Regions from separate parts of the Sander lucioperca genome. Here region 2 is linked to region 1. A link is a contact called in public Hi-C data. All regions are on one chromosome and are shown on one strand. Each heading gives the region's core, a stretch centred on a gene start, on an enhancer-like site or on the middle of the called end of the contact. The rest is flanking DNA. Distances are from core to core; before and after follow the strand shown.

Region 1 (6,627 bases), core at 2,184-4,683:
TGGATCGATGAGCATAATAGTCATGTGGGCTGTATCGTTTCTTTAATGGCGCTTTAATGAGTCGTAAAATCATTTTTCAAATTTCCCTCATTCACCCAGTTGTTCACCTCAGTTCCCCAAGGGGTGTAGGCCAACAACCCCACAGCTACTGCAATGTATTTCTGAAAATCTAATTTATATATCCTATACACAGTCAGCTTCCAGTGTGCAGCAAACATACAGGCTGTAGTAGAACTGTGCAATTAACTGAGTTCGGCTCGACACCCAAAACAATGTAATCAAGTAAAACGATTATTTTGCACATTATGCTTTGCAAGTAAACTCTTATATTGTCTCGTGTTCTGAATGGGGGAAAAAAATATGAAGGGAAATTCCAAAGTTCAAGGTGTTTTCACTGGGAATTTGTTCAACTATTTTATTGTATTTCTAAGTTCAATAAGTAATCGTGTCAAATAATCGTGTTTTCAATATTGACCAAAATAATCGTGATTATGATTTTTTTTTTTCCCATAATCGAGCAGCCCTAGGCTGTAGAGTAGATTCATGCATGGTGCAACCCATGCGTGGTGTAGTCCTTTTTGACCCATATTGTGTAGATTAACACTGCTGAATTATCATGCGTCTTATCTAGAAGATCTTTGACAGCTATTATTTCCCAGCAAACCAGTCAGTTTTCTTACTTTCTTGTCAACGCTGTGTGCTACATACACTGTTTCCTTCTCTGGCTCTCATGATACTCAGCTGTGAGGTCGAACTCATCCGATCACAAACAACAACATGCGGAGCTCAGCCAAAACAATCATAATTCATTCAGCACTACTCATGCATAACAATAACCAGATGACTGAGTAATGAAGATCTGATATACTGTTATGTAAATGCTCAAATAAAAAACCCGAACTAATATAGTAGTTGGGGGTACAGTCTGAGCAAATACATCCTGAGGCCAGAAGTATAACAAGCATGAAACCCGTCCAAGGCTCAAAGCGCATGTGTTTACACTCATGGCTCATTTCCAGCTTAATACAGCAAGAAATGTATTTGGAAGAGCTGGGCGATCTGGCTAAAAATGAAAAAATATACATCCGATTCTGCCTGAATACAGTTTTAAGTATTGTTACAAATAAACTACACCTTAAAGTATCAAAGCAACTTGTCAGAACACGGAGCACATCTATGGGCTTGGTTTTGTTTTCATGCCTCATCTCAAACTATTGTAGGAATTATTCCAATATTCCCTAATTCCCAAAACACAAAATATATTCAAAATTAGCATGTCCGAAACAATTCCTTTATATTGTAGGAAAAAGGAAAAAAAAAAAACAGACTATAAATGTTATAAATGTTTTCTTCCTAAGTTGAGAACATTTAAGAACACGGAGGACACTATTTAATATCCTTTTTTTAAGTCAGTTATTTAGCTGTCTTAGCAGTGTTTCAGATGTATTGACTAGGAGAAGATGTGGACCTGAACAAACACTAATGTAAACATGGGGAGAAATGCAAGGTGAAATGAACTAAACTAATTGAATAAGATCAGTGTGTATGGAAGTGCAAAGCAAAACTTACTAGGGAGATTGGTTTCAAGTTCTGCAACTTCTGTTGAGAGAAAAACAAAGAACCATGAATAAAGGTGGAGAGAAAAGGGCAAAGACAGAATTTTTTGGCTAAATCCTGGATCTTCGCAATCCTACCTACGGCACCTTTAAATAATGAACCTAGGAAAGTGACTCTGCATAAAAGTATAATGTATAATATGTAGGGCTGCAACTAACAATTATTTTCATAGTCGATTAATCTGCCGATTATTTTCTCGATTAATCGATTAGTTGTTTGATCTATAAAAATGTCAAAACATGGTGAAAAATGTGGATCAGTGTTTCCCAAAGCCTAAGATGACGTCCTCAAATGTCATGTTTTGTCCACAACTCAAAGATATTCAGTTTACTGTCACAGAGGAGAGAAGAAACTAGAAGATATTCACATTTAACAAGCTGGAATCAGAGAAATCTTATTTTTTTTAATAAAAAAATGACTCAAACGATTAATCGATTATCAAAATAGTTGGCGATTAATTTAATAGTTGACAACTAATCGATTCATCGATTCATCGTTGCACCTCTAATAATATGCACGTTGTAAATGCATACAACACAATGTAGCAGAGGAAAAACAGAATTTGATCAGTGGGTTAAAAAAAAAAGAAAAAAAAGAACCAACAGAAAGACGTGTAAAGAGTAGGGTGTTGTTTAGCTGGGGTTGCCTCTGGGGTAAGTCTGGTTGGATTTCTAAATCTCAGGTTCTCGGTTTTAGTTTCACATCGCTGACACTCTTTTCACTGCTTATTTGCATCAGCAGGTTTAACACTTCAACACAAAAAGGTGAGGGGGGAAACTTGCTTGGTTTCTCTGTTGTTGTGGTGTGTCGTGCTAAGACTTTTTCTATTGTCAGTTATACAAACATATGCTTTGAGATATCAGAATCAGAATCAGAAAGGGCTTTATTGCCAAGTACGTTGCACATACGAGGAATTTGTCATGGTGTTGTTGGAGCATGTCACACATACAAATATAAGAAGGATAAAAAGAATATAAACAATATAAGTGCAAAGTGTAATAATAAGGTACTGTAATGATACTCTGAATTTTCTCTCACTTAATTTTGATAATAATAGTGTACTAACAGTAATAATAATAGTAAACATCTCTCTAGACAAAAACAGTTTAACACAAACAAAGATTGGTCATTCAAATTATTGGGAAAAGACACTTACATCAAACTATACTATACTATACTATAGCCTTAATTTCAATGGTCATGGTAACTGGGTAAAATAATACATTTAAGTCCTACATTTACAGACTAAAGCAAAGACAGGTGAATACCCAGAAAAGAGAACGCATTAAGGAAAGTGGTGGCGGGCACAAGGGGTGAGAATGAGACAAATGTAAATAGAATGACAAAAACTGAGAAGGACAAGGACATCCATGAAATTTAAAGGAGGAGAGAGGAAGCTGCATCTCAAGGCAACCAGAGGTACCTATAAATAAAAACCAAGGAGCAAGAGGCAAAAACATGGACAGATAGAAAAAGAGGAAAAAAAGAGATGGAGGTAGAAACAGAGAAAGAGAAGGAGAAGGAGAAGCACAAACATCCATGGAGGAAGAGAAGCATGAACGCTTATATATTTATGAAATGAAATTTCCTGGAAAACACAGTCCAGAAACAACTTATGAAGTAGGTACCTTTGGTAAGGAGGCGGTCCCTGATGGAGATCCTATGGGCGGAGTCGGAGGCTCCAGAGGCACGGCCCGCCTTTCCTCCATCGTCCCTCTTCAGCTTACTGGCCAACGTAAGCATGACTACGCTGCTGTGGTCTGCCTCGGTCTGCCCCCCCGCTGAACTCTGCTGCACTGCACTGCTGCTCAAAAGCCTGACGATCACACACACCATAAAGAATGAATTAGACGTGGCCGGTTAGCTCAGTTGGTAGAGTGGGCGCACATATGCAGAGGTTTATTCCTCGACGCAGAAGGTCCAGGGTTCGAGTCCGACCTGTGACGGTTTTCCTGCATGTCTTGGTTGTCAGTGGTTGCATGCTGTAATATTTCACCGGAAATAGTATGCATTTCACGTATTATTGGTTTCATACTAAGGTTTCGGACATACTCAAAAATCTCACATGCTGTACTGTTTTAGCCTACTAAATCACATGTTAGTATGGAATTTCAGACGCCACCAATGAAAGGCTGGATGGATGAAAAAAAAACATTACAGAGAAGGGTCTTTCAAGGTACATTATATCCAAGTCCAAAGTTCAGTTCTGACCAGAAAATGACAGATCAGATACATCAAAAACATATTTTGCATATTCTACAATATGGGTCACATTGCAAAGAGATAAAAAGGACAGAAATGGTTTAATGGGTGAGACACAGGGAAATAATGAGGTTTAACTCTATTCCTTCCTATTCTCCCTATAGCAAAAAAATAACAACTAAGACACCATTTAATCACGGTGGAATAATGGAGTGCGTGACATCGATTAGAGGAGCCAATTGCAATTAAACTCCCTGTTGTGGAAAGACGTGTGGGGCTACAAGGTGTCTAATACTGTAACTGTTGAGTTATAGTCTTGTTATATGAGACTACCTGCAGGAAATGAGGTATTTAATAACACAGCCTCTGAAACTTTCCTTTAGATGCAAGACTATTTGCTACAACAAATAAAATGTATGCAGTATAAGCTAAAGGAGGTAAATTCTGACAATCTGCTCTTAAAACATTCATGACCATACTGCTGTGGTTTTCAAAATGGGACCGTTGTATGCAACAGGGAACTCAGAAGTTCATAACAAAAAGATAAAAAAGAAAACACATCTTATCTTTGACACTCTTTTGAATATCTCAACAAAAACCAGACAGAGGGGAGCCTACAGAGACGAGCGTCACAAATCCTCTAGTCTGGCTCAAAGAATGTACATTTCTGCAATAAAGCCTGACATCCTCCCCTATCGTTATCTCTGCTATCAGAGTCTAGCGCCGCCCAGGACGGTTTTGATTGGTTTAAAGAAATACAAACAAGCCAGATTGTTTTTTTCCCCCTATCCCAGATCAGAATAGATAGGTAGTGTAGCCAGACTGTACTCCAGCGCTGACACTGTGCTGTGGAGATAGGTCTGGCAATGCAAGACTACAAATTCTCTGATAGTATGAAAGGCATTTTGTCATTGCAAAATGACATCAACAGACTCCTGCAAAGTAAACAAAGGAAGCCAAAACAGTACTTCGACGTCATGCTTCTGCCAACTTTCCTATTAATGCTGCAGCAGGAACCTTGTTAAACTCAGAGATGAAAGCATTCACTTTTTGTTAGGGGTGCACCGATTGCAAATTTCCGACACCGATGTGTAGAATTTTCATTTAGCCAAGGTCGATGCTTGTTGTTTTCTTTTGCACCAGGTAAACAAATAAATAATAAAAAAAACAACAATATTAAACCATCTTTATTACACTAACTTTAAATGAGCAGAAATGTAATTAAACACATTCATGAACAGTTTGAGTTTCTCCGAGTTTTTGTTTTTAGTGGCGCCATTAAATGCACCATTAGGTTTACGTGAAGGCACCGTAGAGTCCCGTCGGAGCCCACATGCTTTACCTTTGTTATTTGTTTACATAACTCACTCACGATGAAGGCAAAATGTTGCCACACTTTAGGGAAGAAAGATGATTTTCCCCCGTCATCTCTGACTCCGGCAGTGGCCATGGTGTCTGGAATAGTCAAGCTGCAGTCTACCGGTATGCTACCGCACCTGTTCTTGGAAGGTCACAAGAACATCATTTTTTTTTTAAGTTGGGTAGGTACTGTTGTATGAGGCTACATTTACATTGCTACATTTCGGTTTAAAAACAAATATCTTTTGCTACGTTTACACCTCGCATTCACACTGCTCTGGCGTTTCAGAGCCCCTAAACCAGAGAAATTTGAAAAGACTTCTGACCCCGTTTTGACGCCAATGTTTCGCCGCCTGATTGGGTCATGAAGTCTCATTCTCTGAGACTAAGCTATTAACGTTACCATGGCAACTACCAGCAACGGGCGGAGTATACATACTGCCTCCTGTTTACCCTGGCATGCGCATTCCCAGTATACGAGAATGTTGATGAGATATGCGGTTTGGGTGTGTTAGTTTAAACAGAGATTAGTTCTACTGGAGCTAAAAAACACTTTTGTGCACGGAGTTTGCTTTGGCTCAAAACTCTGCTTAAAAGCAAAAACGCAACAATGTTTATGTAGCCTAAATCAAACCAAGTAACACAACATAAAGGCAGCGCAAAACAGATAAACATTGGCTACTGCCATCGCCGCATGTCAACTTATTTTCCAAAAGGCCGATGACAGTAAATAGGGTGGACATTGGCCGATTCCAATGTCCGGCTGAAGCATCGGTGCATCCCTACCATTTGTAAACACGTCTTCCTGTAACTACCAATGCCATGCAACAACAAACCGCCTGAGTGGGTTTCTGCCTTTGCTGTTGCTTACTTATTTCCTGGGAGTTTCTTGTGCATTTATTGTAAATGCATTTGTAAAATTAACAATATCTGTAATGGATTAAATGTATTTTAATCAAGATGATACAGCTTTAGTCTGGCAAAGATAATGTATCAAAAATATTGTTTACATTAAATTGTCAAATTACCTAAAAATGTAATCATCCAAAAGTTTAAAATTAGAAAGTCATGTTAAAAGGTGCTCTAAGCGATGTCACACGTTTTTTTGTCACATACAGCAAACATCTCCTCACTGTCCGCTAGCTGCCTGTCCCCTGAACACACTGTAAAAAAAACGCGGTCTCTGTAGACAGCCAAGGCTCCACAAACGCCAACAAAAACAAACTGGCCAACCTGCACCACCAAACATAACAAACAGTGTTCCAGCGTTCCAGCCAATAACCGACAAGAAGGATTTTGGGGGTGGGGGTTGGGGGGTTAGTGCGCAGAAGCACGGAAGCGAGGGGGAGGGGACGGGATGAAGAGGAGGGAGGGGAGAGTTAGTCTCGTTTTGTTTGAAAATACTTCAAACGTCAACAAGAAGTGCCAGAATTCCAGAATTCAATACTG
Region 2 (6,627 bases), core at 2,055-4,554, 130 kb before region 1:
ACATCAGTCATATGCAGCAAATTGATATACCATTCAGTAATACTATACTTCCAGATGGTCACAGCTCCTCATTGACATTAGGGAAGTTTAAAGAGTAAATCCACACTTGCATGGACAAAAAACCATTGCTGTACTGACCTCTGTGGGTTAAAAGATGTATGTACAGTTAGCCCACAGTGTGGTCTGGTGTGAACTGTACCATAGCTGTGATGTAGTGTAATGCTCCAATGCTTCACAGTGCAGTATAATCATACTTTTTGGCAATGTAGACATGTTGATTTCAGCCTTTTTATTAAAGTGCTCCTTAATCCTTTGTTAAAGATAAACACATTTGTCTCCAGATGTAGTTTTTTCTTGTAATGAGCTCTTGATGTCCTCTTGATAATAGAATACTAATGGGGTAGACAGTCATTGACATCATTGTGTGATCACTCAACCCTGATGGTAGATTCTGATCTTGTTCTTTACAACCTTTACTTCTTGACAAGCTTAATTTTTCAAATTGTCATATGGTTTACCATTTCATCTCCTGTTTTTGAGTCACAGTCCTAAGCTTTCCTCCTTGACGTTACATCAGTTTTCACTTCATGTTTTTGCTTCATGTCCTTCTTGAATAATTTGTACTTGTAAGAAGTGCTTTACTAACATCTCTGCTTCATCTCCTCTTAAATCCTTCTGCATTCTGCCTCAAAAGCATTTTGGTTTGAGATGAGAGTGAGATTTACAGCCTCGAATTTGTTGGGGTCTTCCGTTCCTGCTTTCTTTATCCCTTCCACCCTCTGTTCAACAGAAATAATACATACATTTATTAGTTTCTTCAAGTTTCTTCTTTATGCCATCTTCTTCTTTGCCTTACTAAAATTATCCGCCTTGTTCTGTGATGTTTTTTTTCCCATAACATGTTTCTATTTTGTCCCGACTGGCCCACTGGATGGAGACGATGTGCTTGGTCTTGGTCTAGACAGGTATTTGTTCTGTGCTATCCTTTTTCTGGACCTTTCGAGACTTTTCTAGTGGCACTGACTTATCTGAGTTGCACCTGTTGCCTTATTTGTAAAGTTAGCCACTGGTAGTTTTGTTGCCTCTGTGTAATCCTCTATTCAGTTCTTCTTACCTGTGATATGACCCTCCGTCAGGACCTGCCTCAGGCTGCCTTTTTTCCATTCAGCCATTTCATTTTCTGAGTCGTTGTTGGAAGCTTCTTCTGTTGCTCTCATGTAACATCATGAAGGCACACAAAGGTATTTGGCAGAGAACAACAACAAAGGTTTAGTCTCTACCATCCCACGTAGATGAGTCATGTTTAGGCCTTTTAATACAGATGAATGTGCCTTTTCACACTGGGTTCAAAGCAAACTGCAGCAAAATAGAGACAATTTTTATACACTTCAAATGGCTCCAAAAACCAATATTTCCAACTAGTCTAGTCTTTATAAAAAGGTGAAACAAAACATGTATTTACTATACATTTCTGTACTGTAGCTATAATTAAATTGTGATATACATTTTTTGGTGTGAACTTTGAACATAACTTTATTTTGAATTCCAAGAAGACATCCCATGTTTCATGTTCATGGTTCATGCAGAGTAAAGGTCATGTAGTTTGAGCGTAAAGTTGAAAAAAGCTGATACACAATACAGCAGTGGTTTGGGCCTCCCCAGGGGGCTACAAACAGTTTCAGGGAGGCTTAGTGAATGGAATTGAAAAAATAGAACATACGTTATTACATTAAGTTATTAAAAAAAAAACGAGGGGGGGGGGGGGGGAGGGGACGCATTTTTTCAAGCCTTGTCTGAGAGGAGGCCCACAGGCTCAGACTTTGAAAAAACCCGCAATACACAGTATGTGATGCTGTCAGACAGACGGAAAAAGTGGATTTCTCAACAACGTATAAGGATGTATAGAAGAGAAACAGGATTTTACGAGCTTAGCCGTGGATTCTAAATGAAAACAGAATCAAGTATGAATCACCAGAGTAATACATGTGCAATACGGATCCAAACATAAACTACTGGTTTGCTGCAGTGAAGTGTTATAATATTCTATTGATGTGTTCCCTCTCATCATCACTGTGGGTCATACTGGGCAGACGGTAGAGTGCGTCACAGGAGGCACTTGGTTTATTCATTTCTGCTGAAGTTTAAACCACTTTGAACTGTTAAATATATTTAGTGTGATGTGGTGAGCCATGATTACAACCACTCATCTTTTTAACCTCTCCTGTTTTACTACACTAAAGAAGGAAAATCGGACTGAGAAATTGTCTAAAGACGATACAATTATTGAATTAAAGTTGGAAAAAGTTGGGTTCTAACTTTTGTTTTTTTGTGATTTATTCACACGTCATCATCGTATCATTAAAACACAATTTCAGAAGGTACAATCATCATATGTAGGCCGCGTGAAATGAGGGAACCCCAAATAAGCTACTAAAAGCTTTTCGAAAGGGGCTCGATAATAACTATAAACATACACCAGAGAATATACAGACACTAAAAAGTCAATTCACAATAGACTCAACACAGACAAATACCACAAAATACAGACAATCCCAGTACAAATATAACTGAAGAATATTCAACAATCATTATGTTAGAAGCATCTTTTCCTTTAGACTTTTCTTGAAGATGGAGACAGAATGCAACAATTTCAAGTTTTCATCAATCTCGTTCCAGATCTGTGGTCCCTTACAAGCTACACTCAGGCTCGTACACGTCAGCCTTTGTTATTATTTTTTTTTTACCAGTGATTAGGAGTTTTGTTTTATAATGACTATATGAGGGCTAGGGCTTGTATAAAAAACGTGTACAGATGTATGTGAACTTGAGCTGTAACGCTCCACATGACCACTAGATGGCAGTGTTGGGCAACTCTGAATCCAATCTTAAACCATTGCACCTGTCTTCAGATCCACACCACAGGTGGACAACTTTTCTACATGTCCACTAATCACACAGCAAATGCTGTTTTTTAATCCATTTTAGTAATTCCAAATTAATCCACAATCTACAATTTAAAGTCTGTGTGGTCTCTCTCTATAAAGGTGATATACATGTATTCTATTTCAGATGGTGTCTGACAATTTCCGGTAATAACATACGTTTAGTTTAAGCTATAGTCAATTACTTTTGCTTGTTTGCTTTTTTATTTGTGTATTGAGTTTGGTTATTTATTAAGTTGTGGTCATAGGCTGCATTGGCCGCGGGTACGTATCCGATTAACCAATGGAAAAGTACCATTAGGAGTCCGGTGCCTCCTCCCTCATCCAAATCCCCCTCACTTCCCCTCCCCGCGCTGTAATTGCTCTGTTTGGGTCTGTCCCGTGTCCCCGCCGCTCACCCAGAGCCGTGCCCTCGCAGACAGAAGCAGTGAACCATCACACAGTCTCTCCGCTCCACCGGTCCCAGGCTGGTGCGTCCCGTTGCGCACAGCTCAGCACAATTTCCAGCCCTGCACACTTCAAAAGCGCGCTCCGAATTCCTCCTAAACCTCAGAACGGCTGGTGGGAAAGAGAGCTACAACTTTACGAGTCACTATGATTCATGTGTGGATGACAAAGGACCGGTGACAGGAAGACTCGGGGGAGTTCAGGTACAGCAGGAGCAAGGACGAGTCTTGACCCCCCCTCCCTCCCCCGAGCAGTTTGCGCAAGGTGAGACAGCAGAGGATCCCCGACCGGATGGCCGTATAAGCTCCATGGATTTCTTCACCTAGCTGCTGTCACTTATTATGTTACCATTTACTCTTTGAGCTCTTGTCAGTTGCTCCCCCTCTTCACTTCCCTCCCAAACTTCAGTCAGTGGATCGTTCTGAGAGCGACAGGATGGGATCGCAGACCGGGGCAGCTCGGCAGAAACAGACGCTCCTGTGGTTCGTTGTAGGTGAGTCTCTCACTCTGTGGCTGCATTCATGTGTGTGAAATGAAGAGATACAAAGGTGGTGAGGGGACGCATTAACGTAAACCTAAATTGTGACATCTGTTTGGAAAATATCAGACACGTCATCAGACGTGGCGAAACATTCCTCATGCGATCATCAGTTAGAAACAAATGAGTTCGGATGTACATATTGTGTTTATGGAGGCTTAGTAATTGCTGTGTAAAAACGACTTCAATTACTCTCATTCACATCCAGAGTCAAACAGAGCAACATACCTGCAATAGTATGTGTTCACTTCTGCTGGTTTAAAGATGAATGGCAAGTTTGATGTTCCAAACAATGAAACAAACAGCAATATTGTGCCAGGATCTCGTGTGTTTGTGGTACTTAATAATCATATTAAAATTACTTTTAATAATTGTTTATATAGACCATAAAACACGTTATTATCACTCTCACTTTCATTATACTCCTGACCTAACCTGTGGGTTCGTTATGATATGATATCAAATGTACTACAGGATTCCCTCACAAGTCAGCTTTTTCATTATAATGATTTTCCACAGGTAGGAAATGTGCCTAACATTTCTAAACTGTTGTGATGGGTTTTTTTTTATTTTATTTTTTTATTTTAGCTTGCTACCACAAGTTCACTGAAGGCTTCTCTAGTTAGATTCTCTGTTTGGAGTGGTATGCATTTAATTTGGCAACCTTCTGCAATCATGTAATATTATCAGGTTATTATCAGGTCATTGCAATCAGGCTTACTATTTAGAGATTGTATACAATAAATCCACTTATTCCAACTGAGATGTAGGGAATTCACCTGGAAGGGTTATGAAAAAGTAAGAAAAAACTTGCTTTTTGCCAAGCATAGTCGCAAAAATCTATTTCTACAAGAAACATAATCTGATAGAAATGATGCATTAGCTGGTTGAGGTTCTTCCATTGTTCTTTAAAAAAAAAAAGTCAGTTGCTGAAAAGTCAAAATAAATATGAGCTTAGCTAGTCAGTAGGACACCTGACCTATTTTACTTTAATATTTTAACATAGTGGTATAACTATTTAACATTTGTCATTGTTTTTCAAAAATAATGACACTCAAAAATGGTGAGGTAATTTCTTTTTTACAATAGCTACACAGTTGTAATACTACCAGTGATGGAGTACCTCTGGATGGAGTAGTCCTGGACTCGGACTCGAGTCGCTATTCTCTGGACTCGTGACTCGCCTTGGAGAATTTATCAACTCGTACTCGAGCATTCATGAAATAGGGCTCAGAAGTTGGATAAAGTTTCTGACTACATTTATGTGTAATAGGCAGTGATAGAGTATTTGCATCCGCCTTGAGTACGACTCTGGACTAGTGACTCGACTTGGACTCGAACTCCGGCAATGGTGACTCGACCCGGACTCTTCTTTGGTGACTAAGACAAAGGTGATTCAGGCTATACTGATAGAATCAGTAGCTTTTAGCAGTGGAGCTCCGCTCACCGGTGGTGACCGAGAGCACTGCTGTCAGCTTAGCTGTGATACATAGTGTGTTACTTCCTCTTATTAAAAGACAGCGAAAGAAACAGAAGCAATCATGGTGTGATAACTCTGTTGTAAATTAAACTTATAAGTTGTGTCTGTGTAGACCTAGTGAACCAGCAACTGCAGACAGTCAGAATCAGCGCTGGCCATCACATTTATATGACCGGCAGTGTGTTCACTTTCACATAGGGCTGGGCGATATTAGGGCCGCACAATATATTGTTTTTTTATCGTCATCGCAGTATCAACAGGCACAATATACATACCGCGAAAGGCTGCGATATAGCCAATAGACACTCAGAGATTTGTGTTAGGTGTTAGTTGAAAGAAAATATCAGTAGAAAACTGCACTTTAAAATGAAACTGTCATTCTTTTTTTAGTGGTGCATTTTATATTCAATTCAATGTTCAATTTGTTCAATAAAAGAATGTCGAAAATGATTTCCTTTCATTAGTTGTTAGTAAATTCAACAAGCAATTTGTTGTATTTTAGCAGAATACTGAAAGCAGCAGAAATGCAGAACTGAGTACACTTTAATAGCTGTTTATTTATCGCAAGTAATATCGTTATCGCGATATTCAACAATGTTATTGCATATCGCATATTTTCCTCATATTGTGCGGCCCTAGGCAATATAGAGGAAATCAAATATCACAATGTTGATGTCGATATTAGGACGATATTGTAGGGCTGACAATTTGTGCTCTTACAAAATATTTTCACAAGAGATTTGTGATAAATAATCATCAGTAATGTGGATATAATAACTAAGAGGGTAAAGGCAAATAATAGAACAGTTACAACAGTCTGGTATGTTCAGAAAATGACCTCACTTTACTGTAATGCAGCCTGCAAAACCAGGAAAAGACAACACCTAAGCCGTATTACGATATTACGATATCCAAAATCCAAGACGATATCTAGTCTCATATCACGATATCGATATATATCGATATATTGATATATTGCCCAGCCCTACTTTCACATAATGTAAATGTATATACTGTAATTACCTTGAGTATGAAGTGTGATGCAACCACTTAGCTTAGAGAACGTAAAGTGAACAAACTACAACAGTGATACGAATATTTAACAAACCTATTATGATCAGCGATGTGAAGTACACCAGATCCACAAATATTTTTTTTCAAGTTTCAAGAAAAAGATGTTATGAGAGTATGATATCAATTATTTAATTTCCGTCATTATG

What was found. A called contact is a pair of places that touch in the nucleus more often than the background predicts.
Region 2: a Hi-C map of muscle shows a contact between it and region 1, with 5 times the contacts expected there. The contact joins the promoter of ramp1 here to the promoter of ube2f in region 1. A contact is called at or near these places in 2 of 2 Hi-C or Micro-C datasets (liver and muscle).

Annotation. Positions count from the first base shown.
Region 1 is chr8:9,175,126-9,181,752 of SLUC_FBN_1.2, reverse strand. It overlaps ube2f (NEDD8-conjugating enzyme UBE2F), which reads right to left and starts at 3,433. Exons shown (of 9, transcript XM_031291645.2): 1 at 3,246-3,433; 2 at 1,570-1,599. The coding sequence starts at 3,360.
Region 2 is chr8:9,309,641-9,316,267 of SLUC_FBN_1.2, reverse strand. ramp1 (receptor activity-modifying protein 1) reads left to right here and starts at 3,304. Exons shown (of 3, transcript XM_031291688.2): 1 at 3,304-3,882. The coding sequence starts at 3,825.